Linked DNA regions of Mus musculus: region 1 is linked to region 2. A link is a contact called in public promoter capture Hi-C data. All regions are on one chromosome and are shown on one strand. The core of a region is the stretch at or near the end of the contact, and the rest is flanking DNA. Distances in the headings are between cores, read along the strand shown. Region 1 holds the start of Cfap97d2 (CFAP97 domain containing 2). Region 2 holds the start of Gas6 (growth arrest specific 6).

The links. Capture Hi-C pulls out chosen DNA fragments and counts their contacts.
Region 1: a promoter capture Hi-C map of adipose tissue shows a contact between it and region 2, with 5 times the contacts expected there. The contact joins the promoter of Cfap97d2 here to the promoter of Gas6 in region 2. A contact is called at or near these places in 1 of 39 promoter capture datasets (3T3-L1-derived adipocytes), 1 of 484 Hi-C or Micro-C datasets (nephron progenitors), 6 of 115 datasets of contacts at active chromatin or transcription factors (bone marrow-derived macrophages, double positive thymocytes, embryonic midbrain and 2 more) and 4 of 9 other capture datasets (adipose tissue, liver, macrophages and 1 more).

What each region holds. Positions count from the first base shown.
Region 1 is chr8:13,701,766-13,708,296 of GRCm38.p6, reverse strand. It overlaps Cfap97d2 (CFAP97 domain containing 2), which reads right to left and starts at 2,408. Exons shown (of 4, transcript NM_001101519.1): 1 at 2,241-2,408. The coding sequence starts at 2,330. All of the region lies in intron 1 of Gm46032 (a long non-coding RNA gene), which reads left to right.
Region 2 is chr8:13,491,826-13,498,865 of GRCm38.p6, reverse strand. Gas6 (growth arrest specific 6) reads left to right here and starts at 4,331. Exons shown (of 15, transcript NM_019521.2): 1 at 4,331-4,605; 2 at 4,854-5,020. The coding sequence starts at 4,527. It also overlaps a transcript of Tmem255b not described here.

The DNA of each region.
Region 1 (6,531 bases), core at 1,159-3,658, 210 kb before region 2:
ATCTGATTGGTTAACTTGTCTTGGCAAAAGAACCTTCACTGCCTATGTATGTGTGGTGGCCAGCAGTAGCCAACTGCCACTCTGCAACTGCCACTCTGCAACGGCTTCCCACAGTCTCTGCTTAAGTTCCTGCCCTGACTTCCTTTGATGATGGACTGTGATGTGGAAGTGTAAGCCAAATAAACCCTTTCTTGCCCCAGTTGCTTTGGCCATAATGTTTTATCACATCAATAGAAACCTTAGCTATAACAGTCCCCTTCCCTTGTCTTGTGCCTATGTGTACTTCACACTAGCCCCTAGCCTCCACTGTCTGACATTCAGACCTCTCCACACTCTCAGCTGGCATGGCTTCTATGCTATGCCCTCAGTCACTGTGAGCTTCCTCCCGACACCCCGTTTTAGCTGTTTGATCAGTTGTGTCCAAGACGGGCTCCTTGACCTTGTGTGATTTCCCTTCCCACCTTTGTGTGACTCTTGTCTTTCCTTCTCAGATAGACTGTCACCTTTGTGACAGGCTGTGGATCCCCAGTGTTCTTGCTCTGTTGCTGGTCACAGCCATATCAGGTTCTCTAAAAAACCCCCAAACAGGCTGGAGAGATGGCTCAGTGGTTAAGAGCACTGGCTACACTTCCAGAGGCCCTGAGTTCAATTCCCAGGAACCACATGGTGGCTCACAACCATCTGTAATGGAATCTGATGCCCTCTTCTTGCGAGCATGAAGACAGGGCACTCATATACATTAAATAAATAAATAAATAAATAAATACATAAATAAATCTTTTAAAAAATGAATCATAAGCTTCTGGGACATTTCAAAGACTTATGTATTTGTGCCATAAACCAATACTTGTAGACATCTCAGGGTTCCAGCCTACTGTTCACCTCCATGAGTCTCATTTGCCCAATCAGTTTTCTTCTTCCACAGTGACCATTTAAACCATCTTTGTGTTGCAGTGTCTTAGGGGCAGAGTCTGGACACTCACATAAGCACAGGGTGACTGCTTATCTCATGGGGTTTGGGCCAGTCCCTGGGATAAACAAGAGCAAGGTTCCTACAGGACTAGGCTGGAAGATCACTGGGAGAGACAATGGTTTGCTTCCTCTGGCCTCCTAACGAGTAGTAAGAGCTTAAATAGTTACTCAGGTCCCTAATACCACAGCAACTAGCATGGCCAGAGCAGGTGAAACAGGTGCCCCGTGATGAACCTGGGCAACCACCACGGTGGTAAGGCCAAGAGAGCAGAAGGCCTTGGTGTGCTTCTTACAGTGGGATCAGAGGAAGTTCTCTCCAGAGGTGGCCTTGGAACGAGACATAAGGAAGTAAGCTGAGGACCTCTACAGAGCTGTGGAGGAGTGCTACGTGGGGGCTTCAAGGGGCCGGTGAGGTGGGGAGAGGCAAGCAAGGGAGGGGTGAGGCTGGAGCATCAAGTGAGCCCAGAAAGAGCTGACTTCTTAGGGTGTCACCTGAGACTTCAGAAGGAAACAGGGTTGATTATCGATTTGGTACCTGGGGGTAATCGTTGAAAATTAGTGGAGGGGATCAACCTAGTGCTGAAGTTTCCAGATCTAAGAACGTCCTCCTGCCAGTGTTCCCAGCACAGCTAAGGAAATGTGGTTAGCCTAGTGAGAACGCTGGGCAGCTGGGCTGAACTCCATCGTGACATTCTTTATCCAGGGAGACGAAGTGGGCACTTGCCTCTCCCCTCTCCAGGTGCAGGCAGGTTTTGGTTCCTTCTGGTGCGTGTAATGTGGACCAGGAGTGGACATCAGGTCCTTTTATCATAGGATGGCTTCAAGTAACTTGGGGGAAGTTGAGTACCTTAGGAATGCACCCTGTGTTTGTGAATGGGATGGTCTTGACTCTAAGTTGGTGGGAATCTTGTTCACTGGTGATGTAATGATAAGTCCTCTTAAGAACCGTCCTCCCGGGGCTGGAGAGACCCTTAGCAACGTCACGAGCACCGACTGTTCTTCCAGAGAATCTGGGTTTGATTCCCAGCACGCACAACTGTCTTCGACTTCAATTCCAAGGGATATACTGCCTTCTGGCCTTCACGGGCACTAGGTATGCATGCGGTACACAGACATACGTGAAAGCAAAACATTCGTACACGTGAAATAAACTATTTCTTTAGTTAAAAAGACACTCTGCCATTCTGACCTTTTGAATCCACGCCGGACTTCCCTGGGCTTTGCCTGGCACCCCAAACCCCAGCATGAGGCTCCAGGAGTCTTCCTACCTTTTTCCTGTGGTCCTGGTAGGTTTTCTCCCAGGCTCTCTGCAGGTCCCTATTAGCCCACGGGGTGGTCAGCCGGGGGACTCTATGCATCTCAGATCACAAACTCCAGCGTCCCTTCAGAGAGGAGCAGGCAGCAGCAGTACAGCCCCAGCAGCAGAGCTGTTTGTGGGGTCATGTGACGGTTGCCATGGCACCCAGGCCTTGGGGAGAGCCCAGTTCAGTCTGGAGGCTTTTGAACAAAAGATGAGAGAGCACTAAGAGACAGCTAGACTCTCCTTCCACCCCAGTGGTTGTCTTGAGTCTTGATTAGCTCACTGCTGCTGTCGGGAGAAGAGCAACTCAGCTCCCAGCTCCAGAAGAAAACAAGAAAAAAGGAGGCCAAAGACCATCTCCTTTGCCAGAACAGACTAGAATGAACCAGCATCTCTTTCACAGTCATCTGCCACCTGCCACTCTCTTCCTTTCTTTACTTTCTTAATCTTTGTATTTCTTCAGGAAGAGAAACACTTTTGGTCCCGTCTTTCTTTCCGAATCATTTATAACAATGTTACAAATGTAATAAAAATCTTATAACAAAATAACAATAACTCCAGTTCAGGTGGAAGATTTTCTTTTCTTTTTCTTCTTCTTCGGTTGACTTGAGGCTCAGTTATACAAAGTCTTGGTCATTTTTTTTTATTACGTATTTTCCTCAATTACATTTCCAATGCTATCCCAAAAGTCCCCCCCTTTCCCCCCCCCAACTCCCCTACCCACCCATTCCCATTTTTTTGGCCCTGGCATTCCCCTGTACTGGGGCGTATAAAGTTTGCCTGTCCAATGGGCTTCTCTTTCCAGTGATGGCCGACTAGGCCATCTTTTGATACATATGCAGCTAGAGTCAAGAGCTCCGGGGTACTGGTTCATATTGTTGCACCTACAGGGTTGCAGATCTCTTTAGCTCCTTGGATACTTTCTCTAGCTCCTCCATTGGGGGCCCTGTGATCCATCCAATAGTTGACTGTGAGCATCCACTTCTGTGTTTGCTAGGCCCCGACCTAGTCTCACAAGAGACAGCTATATCACAGTCCTTGCAACAAACGCTTGCTAGTGTATGCAATGGTGTCATCGTTTGGAGGCTAATTATGGGATGGATCCCTGGATATGGCAGTCTCTAGATGGTCCATCCTTTTGTCTCAGCTCCAAACTTTGTCTCTGTAACTCCTTCCATGGGTGATTGTTTCCAATTCTAAGAAGAGGCGAAGTATCCACACTTTGGTCTTTGTGTCTTGGTCATTTTTAAGCTATTCATTTTTAAGGTTCGTTTTCATGATACAAGTTATTATTTTTTTTAAATCTGTCTTGGATAAACTTTCTCTAGCAACCCAAAAGACTGTCAAAAAGAATAACAATATTGTTTTTATTTCAGAATTCCGGCCTTTGTAACGTTTGGTATTCAGAACTTGGAGTACAGAATTGGTAGCTACCACTCCCTGCTCAACTGTGGTTAAATGAAGGCTAGGACGGGCACAGAGCACATGATTTAGGGGCTGTCAACACATCAGCTGTGCTTGAGTCAGACTCAGGATAAGATGTGAATGAAGCCAAGGCATGCCAGCCTCCTGAGATGCTGTGGACAGCTAGCCACACACCCACAGGTCCTTGTTGTGAAAAGTTCAGGCTAGGAAAAGACAGGGAAACTTCTGCGGCCTTCTTTGGCAGGAGGATCTCTTAGAATCTGTGATCTCCTACCACCATGGTCCCTGGCTGCTATTTAAATGTGCATGTAATTGTAAAATAAATATTTGCTGGGTCTCTGGAAAGCCTGGGCCCCTTGAACACGAGGGTCCTGCTCCCCGAAGCTCTTGGACCTTAACACACAATCCCTCAAAAAAAAAAAGTGCTGGACATGCTCTAGCCACCTCGGAGCTCATTCTTAAGGTATCTGACCTACAGGAGCGGCAGATGGCACACACATGAGATTTGGATGATTTTTTTGCTGCCAGGGGAACCTAGAGTGCAATGTGACAGGAAACCCACACCGGGCCTTCTGGGAAGGGCGGACATATACAGAGCAGGCATAAAACCACCCAGCCTCAGCTACACCCCAAACCAGCCTAGAGGTCATCGTGGAAGCCTTCACTTGCTACAGGTGGGAAGGAAGTGGTTGTGGTCCTTGTTGTTTGAGATCTAGTCTCACTGGGCATGGCTGGCCTGGACCTCGTAAGAGTTCCACCTGCCTCTGCCTTCCAAGTGCTGGGATTAAAGATGTGCATCACTATGCCTGGCAGTTGTCTTAAGGTCTGTTTTACTGCATTTGTATGACTAATTTTTAAGAATGACTTGGACATACAAGTGTCGTTATACCCTTCCACAGGACACGTTCTCCCAGAGCAGACTTCCTTCAACATCTGGTCTGCCATCCTGGTTCCCAGTTTCTGGTCATGGCCAGAGATGCCTCTGTGTGTCACGTCAGCTCTCCTGGCACTGGCAATCCCAGAACCAGAACAGCAACAGAGAAGAGCACAGGCAGAGAAGGCACTGGACTGTGTCTAGAACACTAAAGGTCGAGGAAGGTGTCTGAGAGGGACATCCTGCATCATCCAGACCAAGCCACATGGATCTGAACCACATTTATTTGCTTTAGCTGAAAAGCAGTGCATGCCTCACTACTGGGGATCTTTTGCCAAGGGCTCACAGGTCATGGTTTGGGGAGGCCATGGCTCCATGCTGCACTCTGCATCCATGCTGCTTGCAAAGTCTCCTTGGCCACAATTTCTTTTATTATCTGGCTATAGAATATGGAAATCTTTTCAGAACTGAACAACAACAGCATTTCTGGTATTTTAAAACCCCCGCCCTCCCCTCATTTGCAGGGGAGAGTGTCTCCTGGATGGACATGGTATCTTAGCAGAGCACCCAGTTTCTGGAGAAGCAAGGATACAGCTACAGCCTTTACTCTGAAAGCCCAAGGCAGGAAGGTGCTGGGTAGAGAGTCCATATTGACACCCAGGCGGGCTTGATTCTGTCTCAATGGCCTGGCCTGGCAGGGGAGGCTCCGCAGGGGGCCGCAGGCTAAACAGGATGTGTGTGTTTCTGAGACAAGGGTTAAGTCACAGAATCCTTTTAGAAAGCTCTTCAGCAGCCCAGGGAGGACGCAAGGCCCCAGCCTCCTAACACCATGGTCCCTGGCTGCCATTTGAGTGTGGATGTAATTGTAAAATAAATAAACCTTTTTTCCACTGTAAACACAAGGAAGTAGTTCCTAAGTATTTCTGGCATTGTATCCTTCCCTTCCAGAGTAAGGGGAAAACACAGCCAAAGATGGAATAAACCTTCTGTTCCAACAGAGAAGGAAATTGAAACTCAGGAAAACTGAGTATTTCTGATGAACCAGAGGGTCATTCAGCCTCTAGGAGGGTGGTATCCAAGATGGGAAGTTTCTGCTGTGGTTCTGGGTCAGAGACATCCCAGTGACGGGAGGATTTCCACAGGGACCCAGGGGCAGTGTTCTCTCATGTGGCAGTAGTCACGGGATGGCTTTGTGTCTCAGGAGGGCATTGTCACTAGATGGCTCTGTCTCTGATGGGAGCTGTCACTGTAATCTCTCTATGTCCTAGAGGGAACAGTCACTACACAGTGACTCTGTCACACCTTTCCCAGAAGCCAGGAGGAAGCCGTGTCTCTGAGGCTCATGAGAACTCTTCTGATGTAGTCCAGCATCTGGTTTCTCAGAGAGCCTCGTCTTAAAATGCCCAGGGCTGCGCCAAGCCAAGCCTTACTCCATGTCTCTCCTCTTCCTTCTCCTGGAGCTGCCCCCTTTGAGTCCCTTTAAATGAGAGGCGAGACCCAAAATGGGTTCCAGTAAAGAGTGGAACAACGTTCTCCTCTCTGGCCCTTCACCAATCATTTCGTATGAGTTTACTTATTGACTAATTGGCACAGCTCCAACCAAGGCAACCAGATAAATCTCTAATGCCGAGTTTCTTTTTATTTTCTTTTTTATGCGTATGAATATTTGTGTGCACGTATGCCTGGCCGCAGTGCCCGTGGAGGCCAGAAGAAGACACAGGATCCCCTGGAACAGGGGTTACAGATGCTTGTTTTTATTTTTGAGACAAGATCTCACTGTATAGCTCAGGCTAGCCTGGAACTTGATACGTAAATCCTGCTGGCCTTAAACTCAGAGTTCCACCTACTTCTGCCTCCCCAGGGCTGGGATTAAAGGTGTGCTTCCTCATGCCTGGCCAGAAATGCTCTTAACGGCTAAACCATCTTTTCAGCCGAGATACTAGGTTTCTGAACTTCAACA
Region 2 (7,040 bases), core at 3,082-5,581:
CCTGAACACAAAACTTACCTTTGCAATAATATCTAGGATAAAACCTTTATGACATTTGATTGGACAAATATAACACCAGAAGCATAAAAGGGGGAGCCAGTAATTGACGAAGACCAGCTTCGCGAACGCCTTAAAGAAACAGACGGACTACCGCTCTGGTGGCAAGTAGCAAAGCTTTACTGATTCCTACAGCTTAAAAACATGGGGTATGACTTTGCAACTTTTGCTCAAAAAATAACATTTTTACTTAGTTGCACCTGGCAGACAATATTATCATTTTTGGAGTCATTTTCTCATAACAAGAACAAACTTCAGAAGAAGAAACTGTTATCTGAAGACCCAAGGACATCCTCCTCTCAGGGTAAATATTAACTCTTGACTAGGAACAAGGAAAAACTCTGGCCCACAGAAAGGCATGTTAGGACATCCCTCCCTTTCAGGAGGGACGACCCCTGAACTTTCTCCCAGTTAAAGGCTCTGACCCTTTCAGGCCAGAACCAAAGGTAAGCCATTGTTCTCCTCAAGTAATCTCAAACTTAAGACACCTGCTCTTTGAAAGACAGTTTGATAGAATGAAAACACAGGTACAGGCTGGAAATAAATATTTACAAACCACACATCTGATAAGGACCTTTTATCTGGACTATTTAAAGAATTCTTGAAACAATGATTAGAAAAGCAAACATCTCAAACAGGAAGGAAAGAGGGAGGGAGGGAGGGAGGGAGGGAGGGAGGGAGGGAGGAAGGAAATTTAAACATACACTTCAGCAGAGAAGCTATTTGGATGGCACAAGGCACACTAAGCTCTACTCAAAGTCATTAGTTATTACAGAAATGTGATTTTAAACAATAAGAGAAAGAGAGATTCCTACAGGTTATACACACACATACATGCACACACACATGCACACACACATGCACACACACACACACACTAAACAAACAAAATGTTTAAAAACCTTCAAGCTGCCCCTTCTGCTGCTGCCTGTGTGCGCCGTCAGTGCAGACCTGGCGCCTCGCTTGTGAAGTGGCAGCTGAGGAGACTGGTGCTCACCATGGCTGACCAGGAACTTGAGGAAAGAATCGGATTTGATCGACAAGCAGTCAATGAAATGGACACACCTGCACAGTTGGAAATGGCGGTGAAGATATGATTGGTGTGTTTCAGCAGCAGACAGGAGGCCTCTACTAAACAGGGAACCTGCTACTTCCTCCAGAATTTTGTTATAGACCAAATGCCACAGGAGCCACGGGAGCCACGGGAGCCACGGGAGCCACGGGAGCCACGGGAGCCACGGGAGCCACGGGAGCCACAGGAACTCTCACTCTCAACTAGAAAGCTGAGATTTGGTTCTGCCACATCCTGGCTACTACAGTACAGCTTTCTTTATTCCTTCATTTCCCTGTCCTCATTTCTTTATTGCACATAAAGTAACTGGTGTGTGTGCACAAGTATATTGCTTTTTTTTTTCTTTTTTAAACTAAGTGGCCAATGTTGTTTTGGTTGACATCAGATGGGGCTGGTCTGGGGTCGGTACTGGGTCTGTAAAAACATTCCCCCTTTCTCCATTAGTGGCTCCCTCATTCCACTCCTTGTGTTGCAGTAAGTTATTTTCTTCTCATCGTTTTGACAAAAGAACCCAACAACATAAAATCCATTCATACCTTGTTTGATGGGAGAATTTTAATGTTTTTACATCTACCATTGTAAAGCCAAGTACACTTTTATAACTTTTTTGTACATTATTGTTACAAGCAGGGCAATTTGTCTTTAAGTAGGGGTAAATTACTCTTGGACAAAATCATCCCTTCAAGTCAATCCTCTTGTTTAAATAAAGTTTTTATTAAAGTAAAAAGAAAGTTCAAGAGAAATGAAACCATATTGGCACGTGATAATTTATGCATAAATGGCCCATAAGTGTTCACAGTCTATTGTCTGATTTAAGAAAATAAGACAACTTGGGCTAGAGAGATGGTTTAGTGGTTAAGAGCACCAACTGATCTTCCAGATCACAACCATCTGTAATGGGATCCGATGCCCTCTTCTGGTGTGTCTGAATACAGCTATAGTGTACTCATACACATAAAATAAAGAAATAAATCTTTTTTTAAAAAACCTCTAATGTTCATCAATAAGTATATCCATAAAACTGAATATAGTGAGCAAAAATGAAAATATGCTGGTTGAAAAGGCCAAGCAAAAAATGTGGTTAATATAGATTTATGTAATGCTAGAAATTATGAGTTAATCTGTAGTAGCAGAAGCTGTTTTCTAGACTATGGGAACACAGGGGATGGGAGGGACATTGGGAAGGAAGAATTAGCAAAGGGGACAGGCACTCTTTGGATCCTGCTGTGTCATCTTGCTACACAGGTAAACACCTGGGCCTCAGGTACATCAAAAGCTATCTTATAGACACAACTTAAAGGCATTTCCATATATCGATAAGGCTATCGAACCCCAAACAGAAACCAAACTGAATGTTGGTTTGTTTCCAGGACAACTCATTTTAAAGAAGAACAAGAGCAATCTCAGTTCAAGTGTATTGCACAGAGAAGTGGCCTTGGGGACTGTGCAGAACTGGTTCCATCCAGACACAATGCTTCCACCCAATCTCCACAGCCCACCTGAGCTTATTCCTGACAAGAGAAGCAACCAGCTTTCCTTTCTGTAGCCAGATCATTCGCAACACCCCAGATGGCTCCAACCTCCTGCCCTGTGGGGCTGAGCCTCACCATTTCCATTGCAGGGCACTTCAAATGTGAAATATTTACCCGGGTCGTTTCTTACAGGTTTCCCATGGCTGCCTTGGAAAGGGAATTGTTTGTTTGTTTGTTTGTTTGTTTCATTTGTTTTGTTTGTTGTTTGTTTGTGTTGATGACTCGGTTGAGTGCCCTCCATCCAGCCTTCCACTTCCCTCCACATTTGCTTCCTCTTTGCTCTGTTTTCTAAGCCAAATCCAGGAGGATGCTCTCTCTTCATTAAACCAACGGTCTGTATAATGTGAGGCATCTTTACTGGGATGCCCAGCAGAAAGAATGCACTGGGAATGTAGGGGAGACTGAGGTCAAGGCTAAAGGAAGCCAAAAGATCTGGATAACTCCATCGAGCTGAGGTGGTGCTGGGTCCTGGTTGTCTGAGTCACGACCACACCATAGAAGCCAGAGAAGCTGTCTCTCATGGGGGGAGGGGGGAGGAAGGGATTCAAGTAACTAGAAAAATCAAATCATCTTTCCTCCAACCTTCCACAGGTGTACAGGCAGCAGCAACTGCAGACATGCAAACCACCTGACCTCCACCCATGCCCGTTCCTCAGAACCTTCAGAAATGGCGGACCTCTACTTGGCTTGGAATGAGTGTTCGTGAATAACCAACACCACTTTTGAAAACAGTGTTCCTTCTTAAGAAAGAGCAGAAAATTAATACGGCAAATATTCATTCCAAGCACATGGTGTCTGTAGGCCTGGGGCAGCCTTAGGAAATTCGGGGTGCTCTCTGGCTTCTGAAGTTCTTGGCTTGGTTTCCTGGGAGTGCCGTGATTCTGGTCTGGAAGCAGGCACAGCTTATCCAATTTTTAATTCCCTTTCAAGATGATTCCCATGGCAGTCATTTCTCTGAAATTAAGATATTTGTTAGCCCCACCTTCAAACGGATGACCTTAAAGAAGAATTCCACCAGTATTGACCTTGTGTGCTCCCAAGAATCTGGGTTGCATTCACCCAGAAAAGAGGGGGAGGGTGACTCCTTATCCTTTTCTATCAAAATGCTGAGGTAAGGATGTCTCAGGAACATCTACCCTATTGGGTTTTGGCAGGCTGCTGCATATCTGCATTCTGTGATTGGTCTGCAAGGTGTGTGTGTGTGTGTGTGTGTGTGTGTGTGTGTGTGCATCTATGACCTTGCAAAGTGCCCTGAGACAAGAGCCAGAAAGCTTTGGTACTGGAAAATACACAATGCTGCTTTCAGCCTGTGGTGTGGAAATCAGATTTCAGAGGGAATAACATCTTGCACCGTGGACCTCCACGCCACTGGGTGTGGCCACAGTTATTGTTTCCTTAGTGGATGTTGCATCTCTTTAGAAAATGTGCCCAAGAATGAAGATTCCGAAAACGATGTCTGCAGAGGAGGATAGAAAACGGTCAAATTGTACCTGGGCAGATGCCCAGATACAATTCTCCTTTCATTTTACCGCATTCTAGCAGTGAAATTTTGAGGATACTGGAGTCGAACCAGTCAGCCTGCCTTGCCTCACCCAGCTCGGCCCCGCCCCCAAAGGCCCCGCCCTACTCACACTAGGCCCCACCCCCACCCGCCCTAAGCCCCGCCCTCACCCGCTGCCTCCTTCACGGCCCAGAACCGCAGCGAGCGCCGGGTGCGGCGCTGCCGCCGCAGGGATGTGACCTTCACCGTCGCTTAGCCAGGATGACCGGAGCCCGTGTCTCGCGGCGTCCGCGCCTCGCTTCAGCCTCCCGGGTGCTCTGACCGCACGCTCCCGGCTGCTAGGCTCCCCGGCACCGGCCTCGCCATGCCGCCACCGCCCGGGCCCGCCGCCGCCCTGGGCACTGCGCTTCTGCTGCTCCTGCTGGCTTCCGAGTCTTCTCACAGTGAGTACCGCAGGGGTCCCCCAAACCCACTACCCCGTGGTGTGGGGCTCCAGGCCTGTACCCCGGCGCAGCATCCTGGTGCCGGGTACCCCAGACACCCTGGCATCCTGTCCCCGGACCTCTGAGCTCTAGGCATCACGGACCCGGAGCATCCCAGACACACAGGCATTACGATCCCCAGCATCCCAGACCCCCTACATTCCAGCCCCGAGTGGGTGTAGGTTGACCGTACACCCTTCTTTCTGCAGCTGTGCTGTTGCGGGCGCGTGAGGCGGCGCAGTTTCTGCGGCCCAGGCAGCGCCGCGCCTACCAAGTCTTCGAGGAGGCCAAGCAGGGCCACCTGGAACGGGAGTGCGTGGAGGAGGTGTGCAGCAAAGAGGAGGCCAGAGAGGTGTTCGAGAACGACCCCGAGACGGTGAGCGTGCGCCAGGGGTCGCGGGGTGGGTCCTGGGCGTCCCAGAACCCATACTTTTGGGGGCCGCAAGTTCCGACTCCCACCCTGTGAGGGTCCAGGAGACCCGGGGACTGTCGAATCCCAAACATCCTTTCTGGAGATGTAAGGATCCTTGTGTGGACCGCACCACCACGTGCACCCCAGAACTCTTAGACACTGAGCCTTCTTCGCACCCCCTTGCACTTCTCCATTCTTGAGCCCAAGTTTCTCAGTTGACCCACAAGTCCTCTCCTCTTCAGGAGTAGAAAGCGTATCCTTGAGTGGGCTCCACTGAGATCCCTTCAGTAGACTCTGAAACTAAATCTTCCCCTACCCTCGAAAAGAAAGTACCCGTGGGAAAAATCCGCAGTGATTTGAAACTCAAAGGCTTCCTAAGACTGCCAGTCCCTTTATTGGATTGGAGGTGAGGGGTGGGGCTCCTCTTTGGTCTTCCTCCGGAGGGACCCAGGGTTTTCCTGAAAGAGGAATTGAAAGATCTCAAAGCTGGAATTGCTTGCTGCAGCAGGTCCAAAAATACGATGGCTGGAATTGTGCTAAGAACATGCATACGGGCGGGTGGGGAGCAACGTGAGGAAGAGGGCCGGCACCTGCCTCTGCAAGGGCTGTGCTGGCCCAGGACAAACTTCTATTAATAATGTCCTTGGGGAATGGAGCAGGCGTACAGCCAACTGCAGCCAGCAGCCTATGTATGCACAGGACTCTCCCCAGAAGGTGCGCGTGGGGGCTGAGTGGATTCATGAGGGGAACACACCCCAGCGTAGGGCATGCGTGAGGTTGATTGAGATCTGGACTGGCCCACGGGTCTCCGTAGTGATGCAGAGCCCCCCCCCCACTCCCCCCCCCAACACCTGCCAAATCGGTATGGTTTCACAATGTTGGGTTCCGCTGGCATTTTCCCTTCAAAGAATTCTTCTGGGGTGAAGTAAGGATCACATGATGTTAGGATGGCGCTGTGTGAGCCATTGGGGCCTTTGCTTTGACTTGTGTCTAATCGGCTGACTGGACAATCCCTGTCAAAGCTGCTTTCCTGATAGCGGTGCTACAGCTGTTGAGTGTCACCATAGCTGCTTTGGCACTGTTACCCAGTGTGGAAGCCAAGATCAGGTGACAAGCTGTGCCCCACCCCTGCTCCCCCCTCCCCCACCCCACCTCCCACCCTCCCCTCACCATGGTGCTGCCCCAGGCATCTACAGCAGGATGGGGCAGATGGCTGATCTTTTTCTACCCTTGCTGCTGCTTCTCTGTTTTGATGATTGCTCTCGACCCAATGAGTTCTGCCATCGGCATTCTAGGGTAAGTCCCAGTCCTTGGTCACCTGGGCTGTGGGCTTAGGTGACTGGTTCTGTGTGTTACAACTCCACCCTCCCATGAAGCTTCCTGCCATTCAGTGTGGACAGGGCTTGTGGTGACAAGAGTTGAGAGAGAGCAGCAAGGCCACCACCCAGCGGTGGAGTCCCGCCCCTCTGCAGCCTGCCTGCCAGGGCAGACAGGCCCAAGCTGGCCCTCCTGACTGCCTGGACAGGGAACTGCTTTTCTTAGTTAGAGTCAAGTCCCTCTGGTTTTAATTGCTTGTATGTTTTAATTATGATCTTATTTGCAAAGGTCTGAAATGAAGACATGAAAGAGAGTAATGTCCTCAGGACCCCCACCTCCTCCAAATAACTTCTCTTCGGCCATGGGAGGGTTTCCCTTTTCTGTCAGCTTTTGGGTGAAACTCCTGACTATAATGCTCCAAAGGACAGACCCCTCTGGTCCTGTCAGAGCCTGTCTCCTTCAGGGCTTGGCGTACACCTCTTCCCATCAGCGCTATCTAAAACTGTCCCTCTGTAACCCCTACACCCTAACACGTGGACTTTCCTCTCATGAGCCAGCTTGGATACCTGACCTGTGCCTCTTGCCTGCAGTATGGAAACTGTTAACCCCGGCATCCAGTCCGCACGCACCTCACGTCACCTTGCAGAGTTCCAAATCAAAGCTCTTT